2 separate regions of the Mus musculus genome follow, and region 2 is linked to region 1. Evidence: chromatin contacts called from public HiChIP or PLAC-seq data. All regions are on one chromosome and are shown on one strand. The core of a region is the stretch at or near the end of the contact, and the rest is flanking DNA. Distances in the headings are between cores, read along the strand shown.

Region 1 (6,572 bases), core at 2,744-5,243:
GACAGACAGACAGACAGACAGACAGACATAAATGCCAGTTATTCAACAATGCTCGATCTCACAGTGTGGAGTTCAGAATCCTTGAAGACTCACTGGCCTTGACTTGCTGTTAGTAGCTCTGGAGCAAGAATCCTGGGATTGTGCCTTACTCTGTGTCTCACCAATTTCTCTCCCTCAGGCACATCACCAGCAAGAAACAGCTACAGCTCACCTAGAACAGCTGCATCAGGACGCAGAAAGACAGGAAGAAACACTTGCTAGGGCAGTCCAGGAGAAGGAAGCCCTAGTACGGGAGAGGGCAGCTCTTGAGGTGCGCCTGCAGGCTGTGGAGCGGGACCGACAGGACCTCACTGAACATGTCCTGGGGCTCAGGTAGGGCCCACACTTAGTTCATCCGAGCACAGAGAGCTTTGCAAGGGTAAGGGTAGCCAAGCTAAGCTCCCTGTCCTCAGTGTATGCATTCTAAAAGAGCTGTAGACGTGTGATTGCCCTAGAGCTTCCCTGGTGACCTGTACTTAAAACCCAGTCCCTCTTGAGAAAGGGTAAGGGGCTTGATGGGTTAGAACTCTCCCTGATTCCTAAATCTTATAGGTCAGCCAAGGAGCAACTGGAGAGCAATCTATTTGAGGCCCAACAGCAAAATTCTGTGATACAGGTCACCAAGGGGCAGCTGGAGGTCCAGATTCAAACTATTATCCAAGCCAAGGAAGTAATTCAAGGTGAGAGCCCAGCTGGAATGGGGCACACTGCATTCCAAAGAGATAGTAACAGCCAAGAAAGCAGTGAGAGCTTTCTTCTGCCAGACTCGGGCTCTGAGAGGAAGTTGCTCCTGAGGCGGGTGGGCAGGGAGAAAGAGCAGGGCAGAGGCTCAGAGGCGATCTTACCTGATGTCATAGGGGAAGTGAAATGCCTGAAGCTGGAACTGGATGCTGAGAGGACCCGGGCAGAGCAGGAGTGGGATGCAGTAGCCAGGCAGCTAGCCCAAGCTGAGCAGGAGGGGCAAGCATCTCTGGAGCGACAGAAGGTGGCCCACGAGGAGGAGGTGAACAGGCTGCAAGAGAAATGGGTAGGTGGTGGATGTGATTGGGACATAGGGGAGGCAGACATGGCCTCCCTTCAGTGAGCCTGCCGCCTGCTGCCTCTTGGTCCAGATAATGCTTAGAAGAATGAAATATGGGGGGGAGGGTATGGGGGACTTTTGGGATAGCATTGGAAATGTAAATGAGGAAAATACCTAGTAAAAAATAAAAATAAAAAACAAAAACAAAACAAACTAAAAAACACTGACTGCTCTTCCAAAGGTGACCTTCCAAAGGTCCTGAGTTCAAATCCCAGCAACCACATGGTGGCTCACAACCACCCATAATGAGATCTGACACCCTCTTCTGAAGACAGCAACAGTGTGTACTTAGATATAATAATAAAATAAATCTTTAAAAAACTATGAATAATTTTTACTGATATATCTTAACTTCTTTTCATTCTATAATTGGTAACTATGCATCTAGATGCCTTAATGGGGAAATCTGAGAGTGTATGCCTTTAATGCATCTACTCATATTAAAACAGGTAAATAGACCTTTAGAAAACATTAATTATGAATATATTTTAAAAGGTTGACAGAAATAAAACAGTATTTATGTATAAGCATTTTAAATTAAAATATATAACTATGCCCCAAAAAAGAAGAAGAATGAAATGTGACTACCAAGATATAAAATCCAGTGTGTGTGTGTGTGTGTGTGTGTGTGTGTGTGTGTGTGTGTGTGTGTTTTGTTTGCTGCCTTGCCTGCTTGCTTGCTTGATGTGTATGAAGAATTAAGTATGGAGCCTAGGAGCAGACCTGGCAGAGCACAGTTATAATCTCAGCATCCAGGAGGCAGGAGCCTTGTGAGTTCAAGGCTACCTGTGTTACAAAGGAATACCCTTTTTCCAAAAGTTAGGAGGCTAGTGTATGTAGTATCACATGCCTTTTAATCCCAGCATTCGAGAGGCAGAGTCAGGCAGGTCTCTGTGAGTTTGAGGCCAGCTTAGTCTATAGAGATAGTTCCAGGACAGCCAGGACTAGAACTGTCTGGGGGGAAAAAAAGAATTGTTTCTTCTGCCGTCTAATTACTTAATTAAATTTCTTGTTCTTGTTTTTATTTTATACTCATGTAGATTTATTTTTATGCCTTTTGGGGCATGAGGAACTATAGTAGCTACACTCCTAAGTATGGTGCTTATGTGGCCCAGTGCTTCCTACCTCGTGTCACTCTGACTAAGGCAGATGCAGGCACCAGAGAGGACAGAGCACATATCATCTAACACTTCTCAGCTGGACGGAGTAGCAGTACACGCTTTTAATTCTAGCACTTCGTAAGCTGAGGCAGGTGGATGTCTGTGAGTTCAGTGCCAACCTGATCTACTTAATGAGTTCCAGGATTTCATAGTGAGACCCTCTCTAAACCTTTATTTAATTAAAAACAGTTACAAGGGAGTAGTCTGTCTGAGGGTGTGGGAAGGGGAAGAGAGAAGGGACCACCATGGCCCAAGTGTGACCATGATAGTCACTCCTTTCAGGAAATCTGAGGCCATTAGCTGATCAGTCAGCAGGGTTATAATCTTTTACTTTGGGCTTTCAGGAGGTATCATGACTGAATTTTAGTTGAGGAAATGCCTTGTGGACACTACTCAACTATTTGAAAATACCTGCTGTCATACCCACATAATTCCAAAAATGAGCAAATTTTTGGCTGCTTTCTTGTCAGCAAACTCACTGTAAAACATGATCAAGGGGCTAGAGAGATCCATGGTTAGAGAGTCTGCTCTTCAGAGGACCTGAGTTGGTCCCTAGTAACCACCTCAGGTGATTCCCAGTTGCCTCTAAAGCCTTCCTCTGGCCTCTGTGCCCATACATACATATATGCCACACATATACACATAAATAAAAATAAATATTCAAAAACAAAATAATCAAAAGTCTTAAGTTGATTCTCTCCCTCCAGTGTGGGTTCTGGAGCTGGGCCTCAGGTCTGCAAACTGACATAGCAGCTGCTTCTACTTTCTGCACCGTCTCACTGCCCAGGACGTGGCACTTTCAATAGCAAAATATTCTGCTCATAGCTAACCAGCACTGATAGACTATTTCTTCCTGTTTTGACATCACAAATTTAGCTCTCTGGTGGCCATACATTTAGACAGAGCGAACAACTTAATTTTGTTATTTTTATAGTTGGCTTTTTGACCCTGAAGGTTTGGTGTTTATGATGGTTGTGCAGTTGACATTATTTTATTTTATTTTTTGGTTTTGTTTTTTTGAGACAAGGTTTCTCTGTGTAGCCCTGGCTGTCCTAGAACTTACTCTTTAGACCAAGCTGGCCTCAAACTCAGATCCACCTTGCCTCTGCCTCCCAAGTACTAGGATTAAAGGAGTGCACCACCACTTCCAGTTTATATATTATTTTTTAAAAATAATCTTTTAAAAAAATATTAAATGACCTTTAAATTTTAGTGAGACAGGGATTTAAACTTCCCTGAGAAATGAGTCACCAGGCTTAAAGCAGTGCCCATGTCACAGTGAGACAGTGAAGAGATTCTAAGTCCAGACAAGCTCCCCGTCTCCTCTCTCACTCACTGGCTTTAACAGTATGGGTTCCTTTACATGATCAGGAGAAAGAGCGCTCCTGGCTGCAGCAGGAGCTGGATAAGACCCTGGAAACCCTCGAGAGGGAGAGAGCAGAGCTGGAGACAAAGCTGAGAGAGCAGCAGACAGAAATGGAAGCCATCCGTGCACAGAGGGAAGAGGAACGAAGCCAGGCTGACAGCGCCCTGTATCAAGTAAGCATCCTCGAGCTTTATATCCTCATGATGTTTGCATGCCCGGTCTCTTCCCCTCTTACTTTTCCATTCCTAAGAACAGGGCTCAGGAGGGGCTTCCTGAAGAGTGTAGCTACTGCCCTGCTGCCTGTGAGGAGACTAACATGCAGTTAGCTGCAAGCAGGCAGTGTGTCATACTTCCCGAGGGAGGGCCAGCATTGACCACATCCTGTCAGCTTATGAGCCGGTGGCAGTCTTTGCACTTCCTGGTTCTAAGTTAATGGTCCGAGACTTTCCCTTGCCCTCAGCCCCTCATCCTGTTGTTGGAAGACCTTGGAGCAGATGAGATGTGCTTATGGCCTCCTGGGTGAACATGATAATCCAGAGCCATGAAGCCCTTGCCCTTCCTGCCCTTCCCCAGATGCAGCTAGAAACAGAGAAGGAGAGAGTATCCCTCCTGGAGACACTGCTGAGGACCCAGAAGGAGCTGGCAGATGCTAGTCAACAGCTGGAAAGGCTGAGACAGGACATGAAGATTCAGAAGTTAAAGGAACAGGTATGGCGATGGCCCTGTGCCTGATCCTTCTGCTTCTACCACCTAGTGTGGACCATAACACCTCATTTAAAGTATTGTTAGGGATTGAACTGTGGGGCTTCAGTGCTAGAAGGAGGCAGTTTTTAATTACCTTTAAATTACATCTGTTTGTTTATTCTGTGTGCATGTGCATGCATGTACATATGGCATGACATGCCTATGGAATTCCCATGGTAGAGTTGGCTCTTTCCTTCTGCCAGCTGGGACCCTGGATTGACTTCGGGTCATCACACTTGGCAGCAGAACCTTCCCAGCTAAGGGTAGTTTTGAAGGACATGTTAGGCACAGGATTCCATTGTCAGAGGGCCCTGAAACAGACAGACAGAGGCTTAGGAAATATGGGGTAAAAGGAGGTACATGGCTCTAGTGTGATAAACTTGGGGTCAGTACAGAAGAGAGGAGAGAAGGAAAGGACCCCTCCTTAGCCATGGGAGCTTGGGGTTTGTTTAGAGGCCAGTGGAAAACTGGTGACTGATATTTTAAGTGTAAGAGAGATGCATGATTTTTTTATATTTATTTATTTTATGTATATGAGTACACTGTAGCTGTCTTCAGACACACCAGAAAATGGCATTGGATCCCATAACAGATGGTTGTGACCCACCATGGGGTTGCTGGAAATTGAACTCTGGACCTCTGGAAGAGCAGACAGTGCTCTTAACCTCTGAGCCATCTCTCCAGTCCCAGATTTATTTATTTTTATGTTATGTGTATGAATGTCTTGCCTGCATGTATGTATATATACCATGTTCAGGCCTGGTACCTGCAGAGGCCAGAAGATGTCAGAGCCCCTGGAACTGGAGTTAGTGAAGTTTTGAGTCACCATATGGTTTCTGGGAACTGAACCTGGGTATTCTGCAAGAGCAAAGAGCAGCCAGTGCTCTTAACCACCAACCATTTCCCTAGCCCCTCATGCATGATTTTATATATTCTTGTTTACGTTTTTTTTAAATTATTGTTATCTTTTGGTGGTTCTGGGGATCAAACCTGGATATGTTAGGCAAATGTTCAACTACTAAATTACAAAATTACTACATTTTTATTATTAACTTAATTAATTAAATAATTTTTGAGGCAGAGTTTCTCTGTTATGTAGCTTCTACATGTCTCTGCTACCCTAGAGCTAGGATTATAGGCATATGTCACCATGCCTGACCAGGATATCTTTTTAATGCTGTACTAGACCAGGTGGAAATGTGTGTGTGTGTGTGTGTGTGTGCAATTAAGTGGAAATAAGGATCTGCTTAGGAGGCTGCTAATGAGTCTGCTAGGGACAGTTACCAGCTCTTGGGCTTGCCCAGAAAAGTTGGCTGAACCCATGCAGGCATAGGAGGGGAAATGAGGTCTGAGAATAGAGGGAGAAAGTATGCATTGCTACTTCCTGCCTCAGTTTCTGCCAACTCAATAGAAACAAACAGACCAATTATTTATATAGTAAGGATTTCAGGAGCTAGCTCCCATGGGAGCTTTTCTGTACTCCCCGATTGCTTTCTATAGGAGACCACTGGCATGCTGCAGGCCCAGCTTCAGGAAACACAGCAGGAGCTGAAGGAGGCAGCCCAGCAGCACAGGGACGACCTTGCTGCCTTCCAGAAGGACAAGCTGGACCTGCAGAAGCAGGTACCTTTTTTTCTACTTGCCCCACAGCCCTTCCTTCCTACTCCCTTCTACAGACAGTGGAATCTGGGTCCTGCTTCTTGACCTCGGGAGAACAGAGATAGGCCACCGAACTAAATGCAGAGTTGAAGGGTGTTCAGAGCTGAGCATGTACCTTTGAGAGTTCTGGGATTGTATTACTAGCCCTCTTTATCCACAAATTCTGCCAATGGCCAGTTGAAAACATTGGGAAGGCTTTTTAGTGTAAATGTATAGACTTTTTTTTGTTCTCTAAAATATAACAACCGTTTACATAGCATTCACATTTCATTAGGTACTGTTTACATCATATTAGGTTTGGTAAGTAACTTGGAGATGGTTTAAAATGCATAAGAGAATGTGACTAGGTTATATTCAATTACTGTATGTTTAATCTCAGCATTTAAGAGGTGGACTGTTGAGATTGAAGTCAGTTGGAGCTGCAGAGTGGGATTCTGTCTCTAAAACAAGAGCCGGTTAGGAAGATGGCTGCACTGATAAAGTACCTGCTACACAGCGTTAGGGTCCGAGTTGAGATTCTCAG
Region 2 (6,572 bases), core at 1,073-3,572, 550 kb after region 1:
CCTCCTGTCCAGAACTCGCTGGAAGGATGCTAGCTTTGTATTGCTTTGGCATCCATGTGAGACCCTCCAAAGAGCATCCCCACTCTCGAGAAGGTTTCGTTGTGTTTTGTTTTGTTTTGTGTTCGATTCCAAGGAAACCTTTCTGGGGTGTTTTTCCGTTTCCTGACTTGTTCTTCCACTTGGGAACATCATCACAACCTTGAGATGTCCTCTGGCATTCACCATCTTGACCTCTCTCTCTCCCCACCCCACATCCCCATCCCCCCCCCGATTTTATCCGGCCATAGAGAGCAGGGCTGAGGGAGGGCTCAGAGGAGAAAGTCAAACCACCACGCCCACGTGCCCCAGAGAGCGACACGGGAGATGAGGACCAGGACCAGGAGAGGGACGCCGTATTCCTGAAGGACAACCACCTGGCCATTGAGCGCAAGTGCTCCAGCATTACGGTCAGCTCCACGTCCAGCCTGGAGGCTGAGGTGGACTTCACGGTTATTGGTGACTACCATGGCGGCGCCTTTGAAGACTTCTCCCGAAGCCTCCCTGAGCTTGATCGGGATAAAAGTGACTCTGAGACAGAGGGCCTGGTGTTCGCCCGGGATCTCAAGGGGCCCTCCAGCCAAGAGGATGAATCTGGGGGCCTCGAGGACAGCCCGGATCGAGGGGCCTGTTCCACTCCAGAAATGCCCCAGTTTGAGGTACAGTGGAGCTTCACGGAGAACCGGGCACTGCATGTTCAGAGGGCTCTGGGCCATGAGTAAGGAGAGCAGCCATCAGCTGCAGCCTGAAGCTCTGTCTGGTGTTGCATGACTGCCCCTCGTAGAACAGCATGGTTCTGCAACGCATGTCTGCTGTGTCGGTCCACCACTTACAGGTGCTCCGTGGCAGTTTTAACCCCGTGACCCCCATCACTTGCTGAGGTCAAGTGATGATTTACTGCCTCCTTGATCCCCCTGAACTGTGCTGCATAGCACCTGGAGAGAGCATGTGTCCGTGGACTCCTGAGCCTCCTACAGCTGGTCTGAACGCTGAGTGGTTTTTCTTGATGCAGGCCAGGGCTCATTTTACCAGGGTCTGGAGAAGGGGCAGTTATTTAAATCCACCAGGTCCTGAGATGTTAGGGCTGGCAGTGGACACTCCAGGAAAAGAGAAGACACAACCTCTGGAGAGGATGCAGGGCCAGCGTCTGAGCTTCTCTGCTTTGTGGCTCCCTTAGTAGAGCTGCACAGAGGAGTCTCAGAAACTCCCCCTTTCCCTTTACCCTAGCAGATCCTCGCCCCCACCCCTAGACAGTGAACACCAGCTTATTCATGCTGGTATCCTACCCCATGCTGTACCCTCTGGGCGGAAGGCTCCTTCTCCCTTTCCGTGCCTCACCGTGATCCAGGACAGCTCACGCACCTCTCTCCGTGCTTTTCTGGCTACCTGGGAGGCAGTACTAGCCCTACAGCATCCTGCTCTGTCCTGCCACTTTGGCTCTAACATTTCCAGCACAGTCAGGGCAATGGCTGGTTGCTCTGCCCTTCTCCCACCAGGTCTTAGCTGTTCTAAGGTACACTCGGTACCAAGGGACGATAAACGAATGAGCAGCTAGATACCAGGATTCTGGAAGAATCTCTCCTTTCTCCCTCTTCCTTCCAACCACATGAAAAGCTAGATCCATTTATCAGACCTACAGTGTGTAAAGCCATGAACTAGGCCTGAGAGTCGAGTCAATAGAAGCTGATCATTTAGCTTGAGACACCTAGGATACGGTTTGTAAAGCCAACTGATGTGTTTTCTCTGGCTTTAATTTTTAAAATTACATTGTGTTTTTTTATATCATAAAAAATATACCAAAGAAAAGCCCACCATGCAGAGGCGACGATAAATCCACACCTGAATGGAATCCCCCATGCTTTCCATATCTTTCGGCCAGCTAGCCTCCTCGCCTGTTCCCATCTGTTGCCTGGCCCCTGGATACTTCCGTGTGTAGTTCTTCCACTGAGCAGCAGTTTGCACGAAGTGACTAAAAGGTGTAGGCGACGTGTGTGTAAGGAGAACGCTGAGCATTGAGTTTAACCACACCAATACAGCCTCAAAAGACATGCAGCCCTGAAGCATGGGGTCAGGCCCTCCTCATGCAGGCAGTGGCCTTGGCTCTCTCTCTTTGGGTCCTTTCTCAGTGACACCAACCATGCCTTTACATACTTTTCCGTGGGGTTGGGAGAGAGCTTTCTCCTCCTGCATCCCTGTTGTCTGTGAAGAGGAGTTGTGTCTAGGCTTGAGTTTTCACGTGTCCCCTTTATGTTCCTGTAGTCTGTGAAAGCAGAAACCATGACCGTCAGCAGTCTGGCAATCAGGAAGAAGATTGAGCCAGAGGCCATGCTGCAAAGCAGAGTCTCCGCTGCAGACAGCACCCAGGTAACCTGTGCCCCTACTGTAACCTGACACAGGGACCGGCCATTTGAACATAGGATCCTCACTGAAGTGGCCAAGCCCTTTGGTCAACCTTTTCCTTCCCTTCATCCTCCCTGAGGTCAGACACGGAACAGGGAAAAACCATGCTTTCCCATCTGTAAATGGGGGTGATGTTGCCTCCCCCCCCTCCTCCTGGGGGTGTTCAGTGCTCATGGCTAGCAGTTTAGAGGCATGGCTTTCAGGCTGCTTGATACGTGTGGAGAGGATCTTTCCAAGGCAGCTTGGGGGAGAGAAAAGGAGACCTCTCAGTCACTGGTTGTTCAGAACAGCTTATCTGGGTCATTTTTTATGCATGGAGGTTCCACATTCGATTGGAAAGATGAACAAACCAGGCCCAAATGACTGAAGAATGTGTTAGTGAGGTGAAACTAGCTTGCACCCTGGAGAAGGCTAGCTTGCCTGGGAACAGCTCACAGCTTAGTGCACACTTCCTGTGTGTCCTCTGTGGCTCTTCAACTTTTAAAATGTATAAGTCTGAGGGATTGCCCCTGGTTCTTCTTGCCACAGGACTTCAGAGCTCAGTCCCTTCTCCTGGTGACCAAGAGCAGAGTCCTTACCTGGGGTTCCACCCCCAGCACAGGCATTCTGAATATGACATAAAATAACACAAATGTATTTTCCAGATTTTTTTCTCCTACTGTTACAGTATGCCAAGTAATGGCTTTGCAGCTGCTCCTGCCGTTAGAGAGTCGTAAGCTGGCTACCCCAGACAGGCCTCTGCCCTCCCTGGCTTGCTTTGTTTTAGCAACCTTTGTTTTTAATGCAAAGGATAAAGAAATCAAAACGACCTTAAATCCCATAACCTGGTGTCATCAAAACATCAAAATGTCCAGTTATAAAAGTCAATAGACTGGATGACATTATCTATATGTTGTCTCCTGGGAGAAGATACTAACACAGATGTTCACATCTGTTCATACTTAAAGTTATTAGATAAATAAGACCACTGACTCTTACAGTATATCCTTTGCCCTCAACAAGCTTAGAATTTACTCAATTGCTGTCTCTGTCTCTATCTGTCTCTCTGTCTCTGTCCCTCCTCCTTCACTTCTGTCTTCATGAGACAGGGTCCCTGTTAGGTATCTCAGACTGGCCTCAAACTTATTGTGCTGCTGAAGGTGACCTTGGGCTTCCTCCTGCTTCTACCTCCCATGTGATGATGAGATTGCAGGTTGCAGCAAATACCTAATTTTTGCATTTTTTAAATGGGGTCTGGGAATAGAACCCAAGCTTCATGCATGCATGTTAAGTGAGCACTTTACCTCCCAGCCCCATGTCCACTGGGGAAGCATGTCCTAACTGTGTTTCCGTCTCCCCTCACTGGACCCTGTGATGGATTTTATCTTTCCCAGTATTCAGTGCTATGGTAAAGTTTCCTTGTTCATATTTCTTGGTGGACTTTTAGAAGTATCAACTTCTGTTGTAGTTAGGGTTTCTATCACTGGGATAAAACATGATCAGAAGCAACTTGGGGAGGAGAGGGTTTATTTCAGCTTAGAACTCTCAGGTCACACCCATCACGGAGGGAACTTCAGCCAGGAACCTGGGGACAGGAACTGAAGCAGAGGCCATGGAGGAGTGTTGCTTACTGGTTGCTCTTCGTGGCTTGCTCAGCCTACTTTCTTTCAGTCCTTCCTTCCTTTGTTTCTTTGTTTCTCTCTTTCTTTCTTTTTTCCTTCCTTCCTTCCTTCCTTCCTTCCTTCCTTCCTTCCTTCCTTTCTTTCTTTCTTTCTTTCTTTCTTTCTTTCTTTCTTTCTTTCTTTTTCTTCTTTCTTTCCTTTTGAGACAGGGTATCTCTGTATCTCTGGCTGTCCTGGAAGTTGCTTTATAGACTAGGCTGGCCTTGAACTCACAGAAATCTGCCTGTCTCTGTCTCCTGAGTGCCAGCCAACTTTAGCCTACTTTCTTATATCATACAGTACCATCTGCACAGGGTTGGTACCTCCTCCAGTGACCTGGGCCCTCCCACATCAGTCATTAATCAAGAGAATGCCTGACAGACTGCCCATAGGCCAGTCTGAGACATTTTACCAGTTGAGAGTTCCTCTTCCCAAATGACTTTAGCTTGTTGTCAAATTGACATTAAACTAACCAACATGACATCAAAGGGTAACTTCCAAGGTTGAATGGAATTCACCAACTTGCCTGGTTGCTTTGTCCAATACAGTGGTTGAAATGAAGTCTTTGAAGAGCCTTGGGGCCCCTCTGCAGTACAGTGTGAGCACCCCCAGTGCATGTCCACTCCTGAAACCTGTCACCTTGTAACTATAAGCCAGGTGACAGATACTACAGATACGTGTAGTCCTGTCATCTCTCATGCCTCCTTCTCTGCCTCATAGGTTGATGGGGGTACTCCAATGGTGAAAGACTTCATGACAACTCCCCCCTGCATCACCACAGAGACCATCTCAACCACCATGGTAAGTGGAACCCAGGAAGCTCCCCTCTCTTACCCACCCCTTACTCTCTCTCTCTCTCTCTCTCTCTCTCTCTCTCTCTCTCTCTCTCTCTCTCTCTCTCTCTCTCTCTCTCTCTCTCTCTCTCTCTCTCTCCCTCTCTCTCTCTCTCCCCCCCCCTCTCCTCCCAGTACCCAGAACCTGGAAACTGCTTCAGCAAGCCTCAGATGCCCTCATGGCAGTGAGACAGATGACCAGGTTCCTGTTGTCTGGTACCTTGACTGCTCTAGTACAGATTGCCAGTCTTCGGTTTTGCCAATTGAACAATGTGTGGAGCAGAGGCCCTGACTCTCAGTTATTTGGGCCATCCCAAGCATGCAGGGGTAGAGGGAGAGTAAAATGATCAGATTCTCAGCATGCAGGAATCTTGCAATTCCAGGCAAATCTACCTGCCGGAAAGCCCCCATCCCACCCCATCCTCCAGCCAGCCAGCAACCCCAAACCACCCTCAGTGTTGCAGACCACTTTCTCACTATAGCCAGTAGATGGCAGCAGTGAACCTGGTTGGAATATTCAGGGTTTTTTTTTTTTTTTTTGACACCTTTTAAGGGACCTTGTGGATTTTGCTATTTATTTGCTGTCTGACCAGTAATGAAAAGTACTTGGTCTCAAGTATTCTCATCGTATGGGACTCTAGAGCAGCAGTTCTCAACTTTCCTACTGCTACAGCCCTTTAATACAGCTCCTGGGGTTGCGGTGACCCCAACCATAAAATTATTTTGTTGCTACTTCATGACTGTAATTTTGCTAGTTATGAATCAGAATGTAGATATCTGATACGTGAACCCTGTGAAAGGGTCCCTAGGTCACGACCCTCAGGTTGAGAACTGTCGCTCTAGAGCCTTTAGGAACAGTACAGACCTGTTATTCTGCACACAGGTTTCTGTGTCAGACAGCCTCCTGAGATGTTTGACCTTTGGCTTATTAACCGTGGTTATCTGCTGTTCTTTCTCCTGCATCCTTTACAAATGAGAAAACTTAAGTTCAGGGGGATAAAGAGATGAACCCAAGGTCACATGACCAATAAATCTCAGTTTAGCCTCAGGCATTGTGACATTGGAAGTTCCACTTTCACTGTCAGTCTCTCTGCTCTGCCCATGTCCTGACCTGTGGGAACATCAGTTCTGGGGCCTGGGGCTGCAGAATGTAGTGATACCTCATCCAGATACTCTTGAGCTATTGAGAGATGCTTGTGAATGCCGTCCCTTGTCCAACTCCGGACCTATTCCTGGGAAGATAATGTCATTAAGTCCGACTCCTCAGCAGGTGGGTTTTAAGTAAACCGACCCCAGGATCGATAAACAGCCAGTTACCAGATGGCACATGTATCTCTGATCACTCGGTTCTTTCTCCCCCTCCCAACCATTACTCTTAGGCACTGAGATACTTGTAAGGGTAAATGTAAATGTCATTATGGCACGTAGACAGTTAACTTCATTCATCTCCTCATCCATCCATTCATCCATTCATTTGTTTCAAAGCCAGTGATGAGTCTGTCTGCCTAGCACAGGGATACAGAGCTGCAGTGCCCACCAGCATCCATTGTGCTGCCATCACAGGTGCCTGTCACGTGTGCAGCTCCTGGGCACAGTGATGAGCAAGGCCCACCCTTCTCACTTCCTGGCTGGATGGCCTTGGGCAAGTCACCTGAACCTCTCT

What was found. HiChIP or PLAC-seq counts read pairs in DNA pulled down with a chosen protein or histone mark.
Region 2: a contact with region 1 is called in an H3K27ac HiChIP or PLAC-seq map of microglia, with 7 times the contacts expected there. The contact joins two enhancer-like sites. A contact is called at or near these places in 5 of 484 Hi-C or Micro-C datasets (the Ba/F3 cell line, the N1E-115 cell line, cardiomyocytes and 2 more) and 1 of 115 datasets of contacts at active chromatin or transcription factors (microglia).

The regions. Positions count from the first base shown.
Region 1 is chr2:155,975,493-155,982,064 of GRCm38.p6, forward strand. Cep250 (centrosomal protein 250) reads left to right here. Exons shown (of 33, transcript NM_001130000.1): 16 at 179-372; 17 at 592-719; 18 at 897-1,066; 19 at 3,652-3,819; 20 at 4,220-4,354; 21 at 5,891-6,013. It overlaps LOC108168808 (a long non-coding RNA gene), which reads right to left and starts at 179. Exons shown (of 4, transcript XR_001783524.2): 1 at 94-179. Within about 2 kb of position 3,994, at least 188 of the 459 cell types and tissues checked have an H3K27ac peak or open chromatin away from gene starts, as enhancers often do. A contact at or near this core is called in microglia, where this site is marked.
Region 2 is chr2:156,524,594-156,531,165 of GRCm38.p6, forward strand. It overlaps Epb41l1 (erythrocyte membrane protein band 4.1 like 1), which reads left to right. Exons shown (of 25, transcript NM_001368800.1): 18 at 288-695; 19 at 2,296-2,400; 20 at 4,797-4,877. Among named protein-coding and RNA genes, the nearest start is that of Aar2, 20 kb to the right of the region's middle. Within about 2 kb of position 2,323, at least 2 of the 459 cell types and tissues checked have an H3K27ac peak or open chromatin away from gene starts, as enhancers often do. A contact at or near this core is called in microglia, where this site is marked.